Linked DNA regions of Ovis aries: region 2 is linked to region 1. A link is a contact called in public Hi-C data. All regions are on one chromosome and are shown on one strand. The core of a region is the stretch at or near the end of the contact, and the rest is flanking DNA. Distances in the headings are between cores, read along the strand shown.

Region 1 (4,267 bases), core at 894-3,393:
CTCAGTATCGAATCTGGCACCTGAATGATACCCTCCTCTCACCGGCACTAAGCCATGGGACTATGGAACCTAAAGGGCCAACAGTCACAGACTAGGCCACAGACAGATACCACGAGGTGCCAGGAAAAGCAGCGGACACAGCGGGGACTGTGCAGCCCCTGGTGCATAAAGGTCAGAGGACAGACCTCGCAGCAGGCAGGTCAGGCAGTCAGACCAACCAAGCAAGTTCTCTGCTGTGCACCCCAGGAGCTGAGCCCAGCTGAAGTCACAGGACCACATGTACTGTAGGCTCCATTTTGGGGGATGGGGGTTCCAAACATTCCCCCCCTGACTTCAGAGGCTCATTTTTATCATTTCTACTTTCTCTCCTTCATTTAATTCACTGCACTTTAGCTCCTGCCCCAAATGATCACCAGAACTGTTCTCATTTAGGGGCCCAGAGTGCTCCACACTGATCACTCTGGAGGGCTTCTCTGCCCTGTCCTTCCCTGTCTCTGCGGTAGCCAACACTGCTGGTCACTCCCTCCTTATAACTATCTGCCCTTGCAGCTTCCACACACCATTCTTCCCTGATTCACCTATCTTTCTATTCCCTCATCTCTTTACAAGTGGAAGGTTTCCTCTTCCGCTTGCCTCTGTGGCATTCCCATGGTGCCATCTTTCATCTTTACTGAGTTCTTCATCCAAACCTCACAATCTCATCTGCCATTACAGGTTAGAACAAAGAAATTCATGTCTTCATGTAGTGAGCTGATCTCCAGACCTCTGTAACCAACTGCCACCTAAACACCCCAGACAAACCTCAAACTCAACCTATCCCAAAGCAATCTGACTACCTTTCCCAATAAACCAGTTCCTCTCTCCGTACTTCTCATCTTGGTGAAGAGCCAAATACACAGGCCAGAATCATCCCCAAGTCTTCCCTCTCACCCACTGCCCATATTAAGACACCAAGAATTACTGATTCTATTTCTTTCAAGGTATCTGTCCCCAGTCCCCACCCTCACCATTTCTACAGCCACTTCAATTCTTCTTGGCTAAAGGGCAAAGGCCTCTGTCCTCAAGCGTCTGCCACTTTTTCAGTCTACCTTCATTCTTACAAACAAAGTACCCTTTAAAAGATAAAAATCTGGTCATCTCATTATCCTGCTTCTAATCTTCCCACTGTCCGCACACAGTTTTTAAACTTTCTTAGTTCAACCTTCAGAACCCACTGACATCTCCTGTTTGTCAGTCTCTCTAGGTTCAAATGCCTTCATGTCCCCTAAGCACTCATATTCCAATCAAATGAAACTGCAAATATTACACAGGAAGTACTTCCTGATTACAGGCTCCAGCATATCATGTTCCCTCTGCTTAGAAAGCATGTGCTCACTTATATCTGGCTATTACCTTATATGAAAACCCAGTGTCACCTCCCACAGGCAAAATGATACACTCAAATTCTGACACTTCAGTGTCTCTCTGCTATGTCCCAACTGCCATAGCACTTACATTGTAGCTATTCATCTTTGTATCCTTACTAAGACAAACCTACCATGAGACAAACATGAGTTGAAAACAAAGAGCTAGAGTAGCAATGACTTGCAGGAGACGTTCCAGAGAGAGACACTGTTCACACAGCAGGGAGACAAGGGGCGAGATTCCAGGCTCTCTAAGCAGAGTAACCACATTCCAGATGTTAGTGAAACCTGCACCCATCTATCTACCCTGAGCTTTGCTGCCTCCAGATTACTCTTGGACTTTGACACCTAAAGTCAAATAAAACATGGTTCCTATCAAACTCTCAAGAACTTCAGCAGTGGAGGTTTTTAAGCAAATTAATGGAGCCCCAGTTTGTAGTACTAGAACCAGGTCATTAAGGGGCTATTATCTTGAATCTCCTCTTCCTGAAAAAAGGATAAGAGAAAAACTCTAGCAGGGGATATTCAGAAAAAAGAATTAAAGAGCATTTCAGCAGTTTCTGTTACCCACGTGATTCCTGTCTTAAAATGCACTGGCTAGCACAAGTGATCCAGGTCTTGATAGCCTGTGGCAAGCAGCCCCCTGAGTCATAAGGCACTGAGGCCAGATGAATTCCAATGGGCTGTAGATAGTTTGCCTGCTTCCAGAGGAGCCAGACCCAGCTACAGTGAAAGGAGCCTGCAGCCCCCTCTACTGGTTGTTTTCAGAACAACACTGCCTGGAGCTTTTGCAAGGGTATGTTAGAGCCCTGGCATGTTCATGTCTCTCGGGAAACAACCTTTAATGAAGGCAATGGCACCCCAGTCCAGTACTCTTGCCTGGAAAATCCCATGGATGGAGGAGCCTGGTGGGCTGCAGTCCATGGGGTAGCTAAGAGTTGGACACCATTGAGCAACTTCACTTTCACTTTTCACTTTCATGCATTACAGAAGGAAATGGCAACCCACTCCAGTGTTCTTGTCTGGAGAATCCCAGGGACGGGGGAGCCTGGTGGGCTGTCGGCTATGGGGTCGCACAGAGTCGGACACAACTGAAGCGACTTAGCAGCAGCAGCAGGCTCTAAAGGGTCAAGAAAGAGTTTACAAATCCGGTGTTCATTCCCCCTTCCACCTTTTTTCTTTTCCCCTAAAAGCTCATATGTGGGGAAAATCAGAGAGAGACTGTGCATGCCTAGGGAAAGGCGCACACTCAGAAGAGACCTGAGAAGACCTTGAGTTCATACCTCAAGCTGACTCTCAGCACAGAAACAACCCACTACAGTACAAAAATAGTAAACAATAAACAAAAGTCAGAAAGCCTAAGGAAAAGGAAGAAAATCTGATTTTGAGCTACGATTTTATTAGATCAAGTATCCAGTTTTCAACAAAGAATTCACAAGGTAAACAAAGAAACAGTTAAGTATAGCCCAGGCAAATACATAAACAAATTAACAGTCTCTGAAAAAAACCCAATAAAAAGTCTACTAGACAAAGGCTTTAAAACAACCATCTCAAAAATAAATAAAACATTAAAGATGCTCCAAGAATTAAAAGATGTGGAGAAAGTCAAGAAAACAATGCATAAACAAAATGGAAATATCAATAAAGAGACAGAAAGAAACAAAGAGAAATTCTGGAGCTGCAAAGCACAGTGACTAACATGAAAATGACTAGAGGGACTCGAAGGCAGATCTGAACAGGCCAAACAAAGAGTCAGTGAACTTGAACAGAAAAAAGGATTAAAGAGAAGTGAATAAAGCCTGGAACACCACGTGATGAACCAACATACACATTTTGAAAGTCCCAAAAGGGACCACGTGACCATCAAGAGCCGAACAGTTAAAGAAGGTATGGTGTGTGCGCGCGCGCACACACACACACACACACACACACACTCACGCATGCATGCACGCACGCACACACACTATGGAATATTACTCAGCCATAAAAAAGAATGAAATACCATTTGCAACAACATGAATGGACCTAGAGATTATCACACTAAGTAAGTCAAAGACAAATATATCACATGTGGAATCTTAAAAAAAAAAAAAAAAAAGGTCCCAAATAAACTTACTTACAAAACAGTAAAAGACTCAGACACAGAAGACAAACTTACGATTACCAAAGGAAGGGAGGGGTAAATTAGGAATTTGGGATTAAGAGATACACATTCACTATATATAAAACAAATAAACAACAAGGACCTCTTATACAGCACAGGGATCTATATTCAATATCTTGCAATAACCTATAATGAAAAAGAATCTAAAAAGAACATATATATATATATGGATAACTCAATCAATATGCTGTACACCTGAAAGTTATACAACACTGTACATCAACCATATTTCAGTTTAAAACTTAGTCTTTAAAAAACAACAACAATAAAAACAAAGCCTTGGGAATATGTAGAAAAATTATCAGAGTTCTAACAGTTGCGTCTTTGGAGTTCTGGAATGAAAGGAGGAAGAGACTGGGACAGAAAAAAATGTTTAAAGAAATAATGGCCCAAAACTTCACAAACCAGAGTAAGAGATAAAAATTTACATAACCAAGAAATTCAGCAAAGATAAACTTTAAAAAAAAACCATAAATCATTCAAAGACCAAATACAAAGAAAAGTATTGAAAGCAGTCACAGGACTTCTTTTTTAAACTAACATCTTTCAAGAGCTGAAAGAAAGGATCACTCAATCCCATGAAACTATCCTTCCAAAATGAAAGAATATATATAACACTCCCATTTGAACCAAAACTAAGAAAATTGCAGCCAGCAGGCCTGTTCTAAAAGAAGTGCTAGTAGAAGGTCTTCAGGCTGAA
Region 2 (4,267 bases), core at 1,032-3,531, 150 kb before region 1:
ATAGTGGTTTTATTGTGAAAAATGACTTAATTTTGGATGTCCAGTAATAATCAGCAAACTCCAAAGGGAGAATCAAAGTCATTTATTTTTTTAAAAAACCCTCAAATAGTGTGCTTTATTAGGACTTAAACCCAAAACGAATACAAATTATCTCTTTTGCCCAATTCAGAACAAAAGGAGAGCTCAGCTTTATGCAAAGACCTACATTCTCCACAGAAGACTGTAGGATAATGACAAACAAGCAGGGAAGGGAGCTCAATGCCCCAAATACAGATCCTGCCAGAGAAAAGCCCAGACAGCCCCAGGATCTGGAGGTCCCTAGGAAGACAAATTTGGGGGCAACACTGGAGTCCTGCCTAGACTATCACTTATCCATCACCTACCAGCCAGGTTGTGGTAGGCAATACTATAGGTTTTGTTAGCTAGAGCCTGAAATAATTGTTTTATGTCCATTCTTCTTAATTTTCACCAAGATCATAAATTTACAAGGCAGCACTTCTTGGCACAACAATTATACCCAGCAAATGACTAAGTACAAGGGGGGTATTTAAATAGTTGTCACTCAGTGCTAATGACAAGTTTCTATTCTAGTAAAAAGATGATTACTGAGAGGCAGAGTGCTGGGTAAGGGTGTAGGCTCTAGAGCCAGATTGCCTGTACTTGCATCCTGATTCCATCACTTACTAGCTGGTCTGGAAAGCTAGTACTGCCTCCTGACCCAGTGTCTGTAAAAATGCAGGTAGAAATAATACCTACCTCTGGTGTGATTTTGAGAATTAAACGAGTTTAGACATGTGCACTCAGGCACAGGGCTCGGACCATGAGAAGTTCTTGATAAATGTTTCTAGAGTGATTACTAAGATTTTTTTCCTCTCATTTTGGAATACTATGACTCTTCACAGATGCTGCTCTCACCAAGCTCCTCCTCAGATGCTAAGGACCCCGGCCTCTCCCTGGCTCCACAGGTTCACCTGATGGCTGCAGCCACGGCTTTGTGGGCCGCAGGCAGCTCTCTGACCTTCACAGGTGACACATCTCCCCTGGTCCCTCACCCGGTTACCTCTTTTTAAATTTTACTCCACGTGTCTTTCATTTGTTCAACAGGAGTTCCATTTGATTCCATCGAATCATAACATTTCACAAATAATAGTCATCTTCATAGGGGTGCTCTAAGATGTTCCATGGAACAGAAAATGTGCTCAGATGGGAAAATCAGGCTCTGAGAAGGAAGGAATGTCAATGGGGATGCAGACACCATAGCGTCTGCTTCTCTGGGCCACTTGTGCAGCGGTTCTTCTTTCCTGAGCCAGCTGTTCTGTGCAGTTGTTCCTTTTCCTATTCCAACACAATCCCAATCCTGAAGGTGGAGTCTCCAGAGGTGGGCAGGCATAGGGAATAAAAATCTTTATGTTCACCTGCTGCTGCTGCTGCTAAGTCACTTCAGTCGTGTCCGACTGTGTGTGACCCCATAGACAGCAGCCCACCAGGCTGCCCCGTCCCTGGGATTCTCCAGGCGAGAACACTGGAGTGGGTTGCCATTTCCTTCTCCAATGCATGAAAGTGAAAAGTGAAAGTGAAGTCACTCAGTCATGTCCGACTCTTCGTGACCCCATGGACTGCAGCCCACCAGGCTCCTCCGTCCATGGGATTTTCCAGGCAAGAGTGCTAGAGTGGGGTGCCATCACCTTCTCCATATGTTCACCTAGGGGTGAGTATTGGAGTCAGGCTGGGCTATAGTTTACAAATGTCCTTGCCTCCCATTCTAATAGGCTCTGGAAGGGTGTGTGACCTCCTCCCTACAATGCTGGTAACATAAGACTAATACAGGAAATAAGGAAAAAACGAAAACACGAATTATGTTATGCTAAAGCTGATTTTATTGCTTTCTGGAGGCTGGAGCAGTAACTGGAGCAGTAACAAGCAATGGGACTTAAGACAGCTGAGCCCATAACAGAGCTGGGATTTCCCAGGGAGATGGGAGAGGGACTGGGTTTCTGGGCATCTGGAAGAAGCAGAAAATAGTGTAAGGACCCTGGGAGGAAGTGTGCTGTTCACAAGGGGTGCCAAGGCCACACTGTGGAGGCAGAATAGTTCAGATGTCATGTGTGAGGCATTAGAGAATCAAAGGGTTTTGAACGAAAGAGTGACTTAAGACATAGTGCTGAACAAAGGACTGATCTGGCAGCAGGATTCATTTTCAGTTGAAGGGGACAGGGCTAGGGGAGTGGAGCGGAAAGAAGGATTGTAGGGTCAGGCTTGAAACCATGTCCGTGGCACTAGCTGAGGGGCCTCGTGTAAGTGGCTTGACCAGGCTGGCCTCTGTTTCTTCATCTGAAATGGATACGTTAGAGGCTTCTGGGAAGATTAATCATTTACCAAATATTCTACTAGGTTCTTACAATGTGCCAGACATTTTGCTAGGTGTCAGGAATACAAAAATGAACACAGAAAGACACATCTCTGCCTTCTAGGATCTTACTATCTAATGTAAGAGACAGAGAATTTAAGAAGTTAAGAAACATTAAAAACTGCAAAGTGTGATAAGATATTGTGAATGAGGTTGGCAGAAAGGGCATCAGGGGAAGTCTCTCTGAAATTAGACTTTATGGAGACCAGACAATTGAGAAGGAAACAAAAGAACAGGATTCTGAGACAAAAGGATGGTAGTGGGTCTCTCTGAAATAAATTACAGCAAAAACTCCACTCAGAATATCTGAAATACAGGAACTGAAGAAACTTTGGTTTATTAGATCATCTGATACGTCTTATTGCTTCTCTAAAATCACAGCAATGAAAACATGTAAACTAGCAGAGTGCTTCACATTTAAAGCTTTTATTTTGAAAAATAAAATACAAAAGTCATCAAATTGTAAATGTATGTGGTAATTCCTCAACTTCTCAGAAACAATACAATGAGTTATTTAAATAATTAAGATATGTAACATTATCCACATCAAACATTTCAACAGGCACAAGTGTTCTACAAAACATTAGAACATGTACAGACAACCTAGTCCAAGATGAAACTGCCCAATTTTGCTTACAGGATCCCATTTTTAAACCCTCCCCTTGAAAACAAAGTTTGGAATCTGGTAAGAAAAGATGAGGGCCAGAGCAGTTTTAACAGAAAGCACACATCCCCGCTGGGTTCCTTCTCCACAGGGCTGTGTGTGTAATTAGGATCGAGAGCGCTGTACATGGGAGGCAGGTCACTCAGGAGGGTCCCAACGTGTGCTGATATCCCACTCTCTCAGGGGAAGGAGACTGGCAAATAAGCAGGAGATGTAGGCATGGTACATACACTCCACTGATCTCAGCAGGGGACAGCCAGTCCTGGAGATTTCTCTGTGGCCAAAAAGGCAGCAGTCTTCCCTAGGGCAGACAAACAGAATGCATCAGAGGTGCGTACTCTAACCTCACTTTGTTCTTCTCTGCACGACACCACTTCCTTTCCAGCTGTGAGCCCAGCACAGCAGGGGAGACAAGCAGGGGGATGGACCATTGAGAACAGCTGCTTCAGAAGGACTACTGGAGAGGCACACTCTCCCTCAGTCTGGGATGCTTTTAGATGCCTGCCAGGAGCTTTGATATGCAAAACAAAAGGATGGAAGCCAAAGCAAGGACTGCTCCTGCCCATTTCCAAATGACTGCAACCGTCGTCTGCAATTGAAGCAACTCTGAGGGCATTTGACAGGGATGTCAAATGTCCAGGGGTTGAATGCTGACTGTTTAATATCAAAAGGTGGATACTGAGGTTCTTTAAAGCAAACTTTAGGAAATACAGTGACTGCTGTTCATACACCAAAGGGATCCCAAAGACAAGACAAAAGACTATGATTTGTCTTGAGATACTTTGGTGTCTACCTAGCTTCTCCTGAGTTCTTCTCTCATCGCATGGGGGCCACTACAGGCCTCGACAAGCAAACAAGGATGTATTGCTGCTGTAGTGGCAACTCAAAGCTGGAGTCATCTGTCCTGTAAAACAGCTTGTCAATAATGCATCCCTGTATGAATGTTTCCAGGAAGGAATTCATCGAATACTTTTTTTTTTTTGGCTGTACTGGGTCTTAGTTGTCGCACGTGGGATCTTTAGTTATAGCATTTGAACTTTTGAACTCAGTGGTGGCATGTGGGATCTAGTTCCCTGACCAGGGACTGAACCTGGGCCCCCTGCATCGGGAGCATGGAGTCTTAGCCACTGGACCACCAGAGAAGACTCTCATCTATACTTTTGAAAATATTTTGAATAAACAAAATTACAAGGCCT

What was found. A called contact is a pair of places that touch in the nucleus more often than the background predicts.
Region 2: a contact with region 1 is called in a Hi-C map of liver, with 2.4 times the contacts expected there. The contact joins two enhancer-like sites. A contact is called at or near these places in 5 of 16 Hi-C or Micro-C datasets (liver, mixed tissues, muscle and 2 more).

What each region holds. Positions count from the first base shown.
Region 1 is chr24:28,512,792-28,517,058 of ARS-UI_Ramb_v3.0, reverse strand. All of the region lies in intron 5 of CRCP (CGRP receptor component), which reads right to left. Among named protein-coding and RNA genes, the nearest start is that of CRCP, 29 kb to the right of the region's middle. Within about 2 kb of position 2,143, at least 15 of the 54 cell types and tissues checked have an H3K27ac peak or open chromatin away from gene starts, as enhancers often do. A contact at or near this core is called in liver, where this site is marked.
Region 2 is chr24:28,658,750-28,663,016 of ARS-UI_Ramb_v3.0, reverse strand. TPST1 (tyrosylprotein sulfotransferase 1) reads right to left here. Exons shown (of 4, transcript XM_060405859.1): 4 at 2,818-4,267. Among named protein-coding and RNA genes, the nearest start is that of KCTD7, 12 kb to the left of the region's middle. Within about 2 kb of position 2,281, at least 2 of the 54 cell types and tissues checked have an H3K27ac peak or open chromatin away from gene starts, as enhancers often do. A contact at or near this core is called in liver, where this site is marked.